Regions from separate parts of the Zea mays genome. Here regions 1 and 3 are each linked to region 2. The links are chromatin contacts, called in public Hi-C maps. All regions are on one chromosome and are shown on one strand. The core of a region is the stretch at or near the end of the contact, and the rest is flanking DNA. Distances in the headings are between cores, read along the strand shown. Region 1 holds the start of LOC103637652 (GATA transcription factor 2). Region 2 holds the start of LOC100275326. Region 3 has its middle 3.4 kb from the start of LOC111590714.

Region 1 (3,020 bases), core at 514-3,013, 160 kb before region 2:
ACAAAAGAAAAAACGAAAATGTCTGGAATACGCAGGGATCGGAAGGGAAAGAAAGGAGGAAAAGAAACGCGGCAGAATTTCGCAAGAGGCGGATCTAAAGAAGCTCCCACGCATGCAATGCACAAGCACGACGCGATCGAGCTTCCTCAGTGCCGCAGCTAACTAACACACGCCGTAGTCGCGGAACATGAGCTCCGGCCTCGGCCCGGCGGATCCTGCTCCTGCAGCCGCGGCGGCGTCGCGGTGGCTTCCGCGGATGAGGATGAGCTCCTTCTGGCGGCGCAGCTCCATGACCTTGCGGTGCGAGTTGGAGTGCTGCGTGAGCACGAAGGTGGGGCTGGCCGCAGGGCGGTACTCGGGCACGAGCCGCCCGGACTTGAAGCGCACGCCGCACGCGTTGCACAGGGTCTTGGGGCCCAGCGGCCCCGTCCTCCACTGCGGCGTCTTCTCCGACGCGCAGTGCGTGCACCGCCGCACGCCGCCGTCCGAGCCCGCCACCGCGTCCCCGCCGGGCCCCGGGCTCTTCCTGCCGCGCGCTGGCCTGTTGGACGACGACGGGAAGTCCGAAGACGAGCAGGACGACGAGGATGGCGACGGCTGCGACGGTGGGCGCGACACGAGGGAGTGCCACGCCGCCGCCGCGGGCGCGCGGGAGGACCGCTTGCTACGCGCGCCGCGGCCAGCTGGCGCCGCGGTGACGCAGCTGTCTTGGCCGGCCGAGGTGCCGCCTCCTCCGTTGCCTGCTGCCGCCGCCGCCATTGCGGCGTGCGCGGCCGCCGACGAGTAATTGGGCATGTCCGAGTAGGAGTCGTCCACGAACTTGGATAGCCACTCCAGCTCGGCAGCTTCCTCGCTCTGAATCATTATTACGTCGCGATTGTTAGTTTAGCGATCTCTAATGGCATGTGTAGGTGTAGATAGATGCACAGGTGCGCGATAATACGATCGTTTTTATTTTATATTAGTTTGGTACGTACGGGTATGTAGAACTCATCGGCGAAGGAGAGGAGCGACGTCTGGTGATCCGACGAGTTGGCGGCGGTGGGTGACGGCTCACCCATGGCTCCCGGGTGGTGGTGCCCCTTGTCAGTGGTCGCGGGCGCAGGCGCGGTGGGGAAGAACTCGTGGGCGCCGGCGCCGGCGCCGGTGGAGAGGTCGAGAAGGTCGTCCACGCGCATGGCGTCGCCGGCGCCGCCCGTGGGCGGCATCCCATAGTAGTGGTGGTGGTGCGGCGTGGAGTAGCTGGCGCCGCCGCTGTGGTGGCTGCTCATCGGCGCGGTGGTGATGCTGGAGGCGTTGTGGTGGTAGTGGTACGTGCCCATTCCCATGCCGAGCTCCACCCCCATGGCCATTTCCCACTCCGACGCCATCGCGAACACAACGTACAAGAGATAACTGAGGGAGGCCTAACCGTACGACGTACTTATGCAATTGGCACGCGGCAAGTTCCTTGAAACGAGCTAGTTCCAGTACGAGCTAGTAGCTAGCCTTGCTAGTCTTCGGTGACGAGAGTGAGTGTGTGTGTGAGAGAGGACTGAGGAGGGGGAGAGAGAGTTGGAGGGTATGGACTGGAGTGGAAGTGGAGTGATGAGAGGGGAAGGGGCGTGAGGAGGGGGAAGAAATAGTGCTGAGCTATCGGGGGCTCCAGTAACAGAGGAAGGGGTTGTTGCCAAGTAATTAATATAGAGGTAATTGGAGTAGAGAGGTGGAGCCAGTGCATGTGTATTCGTACACAAAACTATGTTTGACAAAAGCTGTGCATAAGATAGCATCAGGGAGGTGCGATTACGCGAGGAAGCTGCAGCCCAGCACGGCAGCAGGCCCTAACGTGCACCCATCCTCTCCTCTTTCTCTCTCTGTGCCCACCCACATGCATTCATATCCTCCACCACCACTCGTCTCGCACGCAGTCATTCATTCACACACACTCTCCCTTGGCATAATTCCGTTACCTACTGGCTGTGGCTGCTGCCTGTACCAGTAGCAGCAGTCCCAGTACTTTTTTTCCCCTTTTATTAAAGAAAAAAAATGGAGGAAGAGAAGGGGGAAAGAAAGAAAGAAAGTATCCGCTTACTTTAACCGCAATGCATGCACACGAGACCACGTGACTCCATGAGCTGTATGTAGCCTGTCCATGGAAGTGGATGCCGAAGCATCATCAATGCTGCTCGCCTCGCAGGGGCATTTGTTTCGTACGCAGCAGCAGCAGCAGGGCAGGGGGGAAAAGGTCTGCCACGCACGCACCCAGAATGGTAGTCGATCAAGTTCCTCTGTCCGTCCGTCGTCGTCGTCGTCACCGCCGTTTCCGGCGGCCTGGATTTATTGGCGCCTTCGGCGTCCTGGTCGCTCGTCTTTGCCGGTCTCGGCATGCAGTCGGCATCATCGCAATAAAGCTAGAGCTCCATCCACCACCCCTCAACGGTCAGCAGCACGGCGCGTACCGTCCCCGGCCGCGCTAGCTGCGCACGTTTCGACGGATTTGGGAGGGGAGGCCGGGTTCGCCGCGCCGGCGCTCCCCGAGGAATCTTTTCTTTATCCGGGGAGGCCACGGCCGGGCCAGCCGCTGCCGCCTGCGTACGTCCGTCCATGCATGCTTCGGTATGCGGCGACTGCGCATGTGCCATTCAAGGCGGAGGCGGGCGTATGTAGCACTCCTGCTGCGTCGACGCGCGGGCAACGCAAACTGCCGTAAAGGCAAACCTTCCCGACGCATCCCACATTGCTTTGCTTCGATAACTGCAGTGCTTCATAACTCTCTCACCGCTGCTGCACCCCCACGGCGTGCATGGTCCCTCCTTAACGAAAAAAAAATGTGACTATCGATTTTCTACAAGTCAAACAGTTTTAAATCTTATCTCTTTATACCGTGTCTCCAATAGAGTGTGGAAAATAGTGAACGCGGAACTGTAAATGATACTGTTTAACACTGTTTGCAGAGAAAAATTTAAAATAGTAAATAATATATGGGATTGAATAGTGGATCTGCTAGAGACACTCTTACGCTAGAGGCTTCAATCACG
Region 2 (2,944 bases), core at 13-2,512:
ATATATATATATATATATATATGGAGACATGGAGTTGTAGTGCTATATCTCTGGGTTTTATGCTGTACAATGAATGTATATATTGTCTTGCTTTGAAGTGTTCATGGCTATGTAGAATGTATATATTGTCTTGCTTTGAAGTGTTCATGGCTATGTAGACCTTACCTACTTGGCACAGTCGATGAAATAGACCATTTCTTCTTGCGTTCTACATATATTTATGAGCTTATTATTTTTTGTCATTGGCGCACACCTATTTTGGTGTTGACATATTATGAGTTTTATATCTCTAGTGATTTGGTTCTTTTTTTTTGACAGGATTCATGTTGTGTTTCTATTTACTAGCTTCTGATAGTCACATTGTATCTGCTAATGCTCTATTGCTTCTGTCAGGTCATAGGTGCTTATCATTTATTGGAGCTGGTCCATGCAAATCATTTTTTCTCAAAATCCAACGTGGCCAATCATTGGTAGGTCAAGTTAGTTGTATTCATGAAATCTTTTGTTTGTTGTTTCTTTGTTTAAAAACATGCTTTCATACTATTTTCGTGTAGGGGTCACGGGAAATGCTATAGAGAAAACAAGTTAGTTGTCAATTTGAGGATTCTCCGTGACAGGAAATAGAAGTGCTTAAAAAGTTGATTGTAAGTCAGTTGCATAGAAATACGATGCTTACATGAGATAAAAGACATGTAGCGTATGGTGACTTGTGGACATTATTAATGGGATGTAATGGTTATATATTAATGACTATTCGTTTGTGATATTTCCCTAAGATTTGTATAAGTTTGTAATTTATTGTGATAGTCTTAGCATTTAAATGAAGCAATTGACATGATATTATTAAAATCATATTGTATATAAAAGTATGCATGTTACTGATAGTTATAATGTAGTGGTGAAATAGCTAGATTAAAATAACAAAATTTATGTATAGCCATGATCACAAATGAATTATAAAACTTTTTCTTTTGCAATATGCACTCATAACTATAGATGACTTAGATGTACACACGGTGCAGACCCCGATACAAATTGTTTATCCTGGAGAGGACAATACAAATTGATAGGAGCTCTCTAGCCCAATGCCCCAATCGCGAATGAATCACACGCGGGCTAGATGATGATGGCCAGCCCATCGTTTGACCTTATTGGACCAGGTGCTGAAGCACTAGTGCGCACATTTGGGCCTTCAAATCCTGGACGTTCGAGTTAGCGGACCAAAAGCACAATATATTGAAGTAGTAGCTCGGCTCGGCCTACGAGAGCGATGCATGAAGTGTTCGAGTAACATCGAAGGAACCCTAATTCGCTAGGCCAACTTTAAAACCCTAGCCGCCGCTCCCAGCTCCGGAGCTGTCTGTTGCCACCCCGTCCTTGGCTACCGTAGCAGTTCCTATTGAAGAAAAAAACTTCACCGGTGGATTTCGTCTGGGTAATCCCCTTCCCCCTCCTATTTTCGTGGTAAACATCTTGCTATGATATATTTGATTATCGAAGTTTCTAGATCTGTTGCTTGTTGGATTTGTAATGGCGGGCCACTTTTAACTTCAGTTCAATACCGATGTCCATGGCCGACATATTCTGCTGAAAAAACGTAGAAGGTTATGGTTAAGTCTGTATCTCGACTTGGTGGCTAATTAGCCAACCACACACCGCAGCCTCAATGGCAGCACTCCCTGTGTGGATGGTCAGTAAGCCCACCTACATCAACTCGTGTTGTTGTGCCAATCGAAGGAAATACTTTGCCTAGTGGTTCCTTTTCTGACACTTTAACTCACAACTCGGTAATAACCAATAGTTTAGTTTTGACATCAAAAGGCAGAAATTTTCATCGTTAAAAAAAGCGATGCTGTATGGATTATATATTGTTGTTTTGATCTGGTGCAAACCGACTATTCGCTTTGATGTTCCATTGTAATGTCTCTATGTTTTATGTTGAGGTAGCATGCTGACTTCTTATCCAATCGCATATTTCAATAACGATGTCTATGGCCGATATATTCTGCTGAAAAACATAGAAGGTTATGATTAAGTCTGTTTTTGGACTTGGTGGCTAATTAGCCAACCACACACCGCAGCCTCTTTGGTGGCACTCCCTGTGTGGATGGTCAGTAAGCCCACCTACATCAACTCGTGTTGTTGTGCCAATCGAAGGAAATACTTTGCCCACTGGTTCCTTTTCTGACACTTAACTCACAGTGTGGTATGAACCAATAGTTTAGTTTTGACATCAAAAGGCAAGAATTTTTCATCACAAAAAAGAGATGCTGCATGGATTCTATAGTGTTCTTTTGGATCTGGTGCAAACTGACTATTCGTTTTGATGTTCCATTGTAATGTCTCTATGTTTTATCTTGAGGTAGCATGTTGACTTCTTAGCTGGTCGCATATTTTCAGCTGTGCAACTTATTCACCTAGATGTGGTTTTTGCGACTACATCTTGTATAATGAGCTAATTGGTCAATTGCCTAAATTTTTCCTTCAGGTTGTTGCGGACACTGCTTTCATGTTGCATGCTTTGCTTGTACTTCTAGCTTTCTATCTGTAAATATGTTTACAGAAGAGTCTCTTGCCAGTTAAGGGATACTAGTAAACTGGCCATTCTTTTCTTATCACTAGTTATTCTTGTGGCTGTTGCTTTGATATCCTAAATCCTAAATTCAATATAGTACTCTGAGCATTATGCTGTGCCATGTTCGTTGACAAATAATGAGGACCATGCTGCTTTGCAATCCTTTTATGCACTAGTCTCTTGCACTGTTTTTACGCACCAAGGAGAAACACAACATCTTTTGATGCTAGCAGTATGTTTCCACCTCATCTGATATTTTTCTTCTTAGCACTGTCATTCAATTGCTTCCAGAAATTCTTTAAGCTACCATTGTTGAGTGGATGTGGAATTAACATTTCTAGAGAAACAATTATATGATGGCGCATCCTG
Region 3 (2,808 bases), core at 103-2,602, 220 kb before region 2:
GGCAAAGCGTATTCCCATAATGGCATTTGAGCGAATCCAAAGTTTCATAATGGCATAAATCCAATTTTCTCCTGTGCCAGTGAATTTGGGCTAGTGAACTTTGGTTTGAAATCTGTGAACTTGTCTGAAACCTGGATCCTTTGGGACACTGAGACATGTCTAAAACTTGTGTTAGTCTGAAACTTTTGTGACATTTTAAAACACATAAATTCACTGGTTCACAGAAATCTGAAGCACAGGCTCACAAAAGTTCACTGGATTCAGACATTTTCAACAGATTCATCCAGTTTCAGATGACAATGTGTGTTTGAACCAGTGAACTTGTCAAACTGGTTGTGAACCTGTGAACTAGTTGTCAAACTGGTTCCGGCTGTTTAGTTTGCATCTCTACAGGTGCAGCTGCACGCGTGGAGTCCTAAAGCATCTCATGTTTGGTTCATGTGTGCAGCCATGCAGGATCAGCTGATGCAAAATTGGTCGTCCATCCAGCTCCGCTCAGACGTGTGCCACGGGCATCTCTGCGCATGCAGGATACAGGCATGCAGGCACGTAATACGGAATGTAATTTAGTTTTGTTTTTTATTATATTTTTTAAGTAAAAGATTTTATATTTGTGTATCTAATTTTTTTACGAACAAAACTAGACTACACATGCTATATAATATTTAAAGATTTATTTATGTACTCTTCTCTGATACATATATCGGTACAACTGACCAAACAAAGTCTGTACCTAATCTGTTGGGTCTGTGAAAGCAACCAAACAAATATGTCTTGCATGAGTTCAACCTGATGCTACTTATCCTGGCTCCGTTCGGGCATCCTGGTTAGAGTGATACGGCAACCAATCAGACGAGTTGTGAAGTTGTCAAGCTATTTGTGAACCAGTGAACCTGTGAAATGGTTGATTTTGTCTCAAACTGGTTGTAAACTGAAACTATGAACTAGATGTATGTTTCAATCTGGTTTTAACCTGTCAACTGAAACTGTGAACTACCTGTCACATGTGAACTGAACCTGTGAACTCAAACTGAAACTGTGAACTTGTGAACTCAATCTGAAACTTGGGACACAAACTTGGGAAATAAACTTGTGATAGAAACTGGGGACTGAAACTTGTGAACTTGGAACAGAAACGGAAACTGAAACTCGGCATGGTTCTCATAAACTGAAACTAAAACTGAACCTTTCAATACTCAGCATGGAACATAAATCACAGGTTCAGGAACATAAATCACAGGTTCAGGAACATAAATCACAGGTTCAGTAACTGTGCACCTCACGGTGGACGGAGCCGACGGAACGGGCGATGCTCACCGGACCTTACCTCCCCTTCGATCTGTACCGTGGCAGTTTCTGTGTGCTTTTGTTGAAGACGGAGAGACGAAGAAGGCAGTGAGCAGGACGACGTCAACAGACGGAGAGGGTATTATGGCCAGAGGCGCTGCTAGATCCACTCGTCAGATGTCTAAAAAACTGGTTGGGGTGTTTTGACGAACAAACACTACCAGAGTGACCTAGTTTTACAATGGCTACCAGTGGCGGGCTATTTTGAAGACTTAGACCGTCAACTACGAACAAACACTACGAACAAACTAACCGACGATGCTCAATAGGATTAGAGGTCGGCGATAGATTTAAATGCTCGGTGATACTGGCGGACGATGCCCATGTTAGATGTTACCAATCTGCATATGCGACGATTAGAGCTCCAAATGGTCGGCGATGATACCTCGAAATTATACCCCTGTTAATCTCCCTGTTAATGCACCTCCCCTTCTCAGCACCTTTCTGCTCTCTTGTACATGTCGTGTTCGTGGCTTCGTGCTCGTCCAGGGACTAGATTATTTGATTCTTTACAGCAACTTGCTTCATTGTTACCCTTTAGTCCTGAATCGATCAAGTTGTTGCTGCACCTGTGTATCATATTAGTATGTTGTCGCATGTGAACTGTCAAAAATCATTCACGTTCAGCCAAAGCAATTAAATTAAATTAAATGGTTTGAGTCCAGCCACACTCATCACCAAACAGAATCTTCATATACACAGGTCTCATTCGAACTAGATTCATGCTAGTACTCCTTTAGATTAGTAAGCAAATTCATATTTGCTGCTAGCACTCATACAGTAGATTGAGCACTATGCCAAATGTACAGCCGAGATCATTTGTTATAAAGAGAACTGGCTATAGAGTGCTAATAATCTAGTTAGTCAGATGTGTCATGTTATTATAGTGGTGTGCAAACTTGAATTATATCAAGACCAAGCACATGATTATTTCTATAGGGACAACATATCCTCAGCAAGGCATGACATTCATGCAAGTTGTAGAAAGGAGAAGTGTGTTGGTCTAAATCAGACACAAGACATCACACGCACATTCAAAATTTGCAGGGAGTTGATAAGTAGTATAATCAAGCAATATCTAGAACCATCAGTTCATCATAGTTACCTGCAGCGTTTTGAGTGTCCACGTGAATAATACTCGTTGATTTCTTAAAGTGAATATGTGCATTTTCTTGAATATCAGAGTGACTAGAGGCCGATGATGCCCATTTTACCAATCTGCATCGTTGTACTCAAATCAACTGTATTTTTATCAACTGATTGCTCAAAATGGTCGTTGATGATAGCATCTGTTTTTATCAACTGTATTTGAGATTGGTTTGGATTTTTGCTGCTTTTTGTCCTCAAATCATGTCATATTGAATTTGTTTTTGATTATTTCAAGTGTAGAGATCGATGGTGCTGCTTGTATTACAATTGGTTTTTGATTATTTCAAGTATAGAGTTATTTATGATTTTTGA

The links. Hi-C and Micro-C count contacts between places; a contact is called where the count stands out from the background.
Region 1: a contact with region 2 is called in a Hi-C map of ear, with 2.6 times the contacts expected there. The contact joins the promoter of LOC103637652 here to the promoter of LOC100275326 in region 2. A contact is called at or near these places in 2 of 25 Hi-C or Micro-C datasets (ear and tassel).
Region 3: a contact with region 2 is called in a Hi-C map of tassel, with 6 times the contacts expected there. The contact joins the enhancer-like site here to the promoter of LOC100275326 in region 2. A contact is called at or near these places in 4 of 25 Hi-C or Micro-C datasets (ear, leaf, tassel and 1 more).

What each region holds. Positions count from the first base shown.
Region 1 is chr1:92,054,732-92,057,751 of Zm-B73-REFERENCE-NAM-5.0, reverse strand. LOC103637652 (GATA transcription factor 2) reads right to left here and starts at 1,763. Exons shown (of 2, transcript XM_008660116.4): 1 at 978-1,763; 2 at 1-855. The coding sequence starts at 1,370. The coding sequence ends at 163.
Region 2 is chr1:91,895,685-91,898,628 of Zm-B73-REFERENCE-NAM-5.0, reverse strand. It overlaps LOC100275326, which reads left to right and starts at 1,262. Exons shown (of 2, transcript NM_001327844.1): 1 at 1,262-1,435.
Region 3 is chr1:92,117,120-92,119,927 of Zm-B73-REFERENCE-NAM-5.0, reverse strand. No RefSeq gene overlaps it. Among protein-coding and RNA genes, the nearest start is that of LOC111590714, 3.4 kb to the left of the region's middle. Within about 2 kb of position 1,352, at least 2 of the 20 cell types and tissues checked have an H3K27ac peak or open chromatin away from gene starts, as enhancers often do.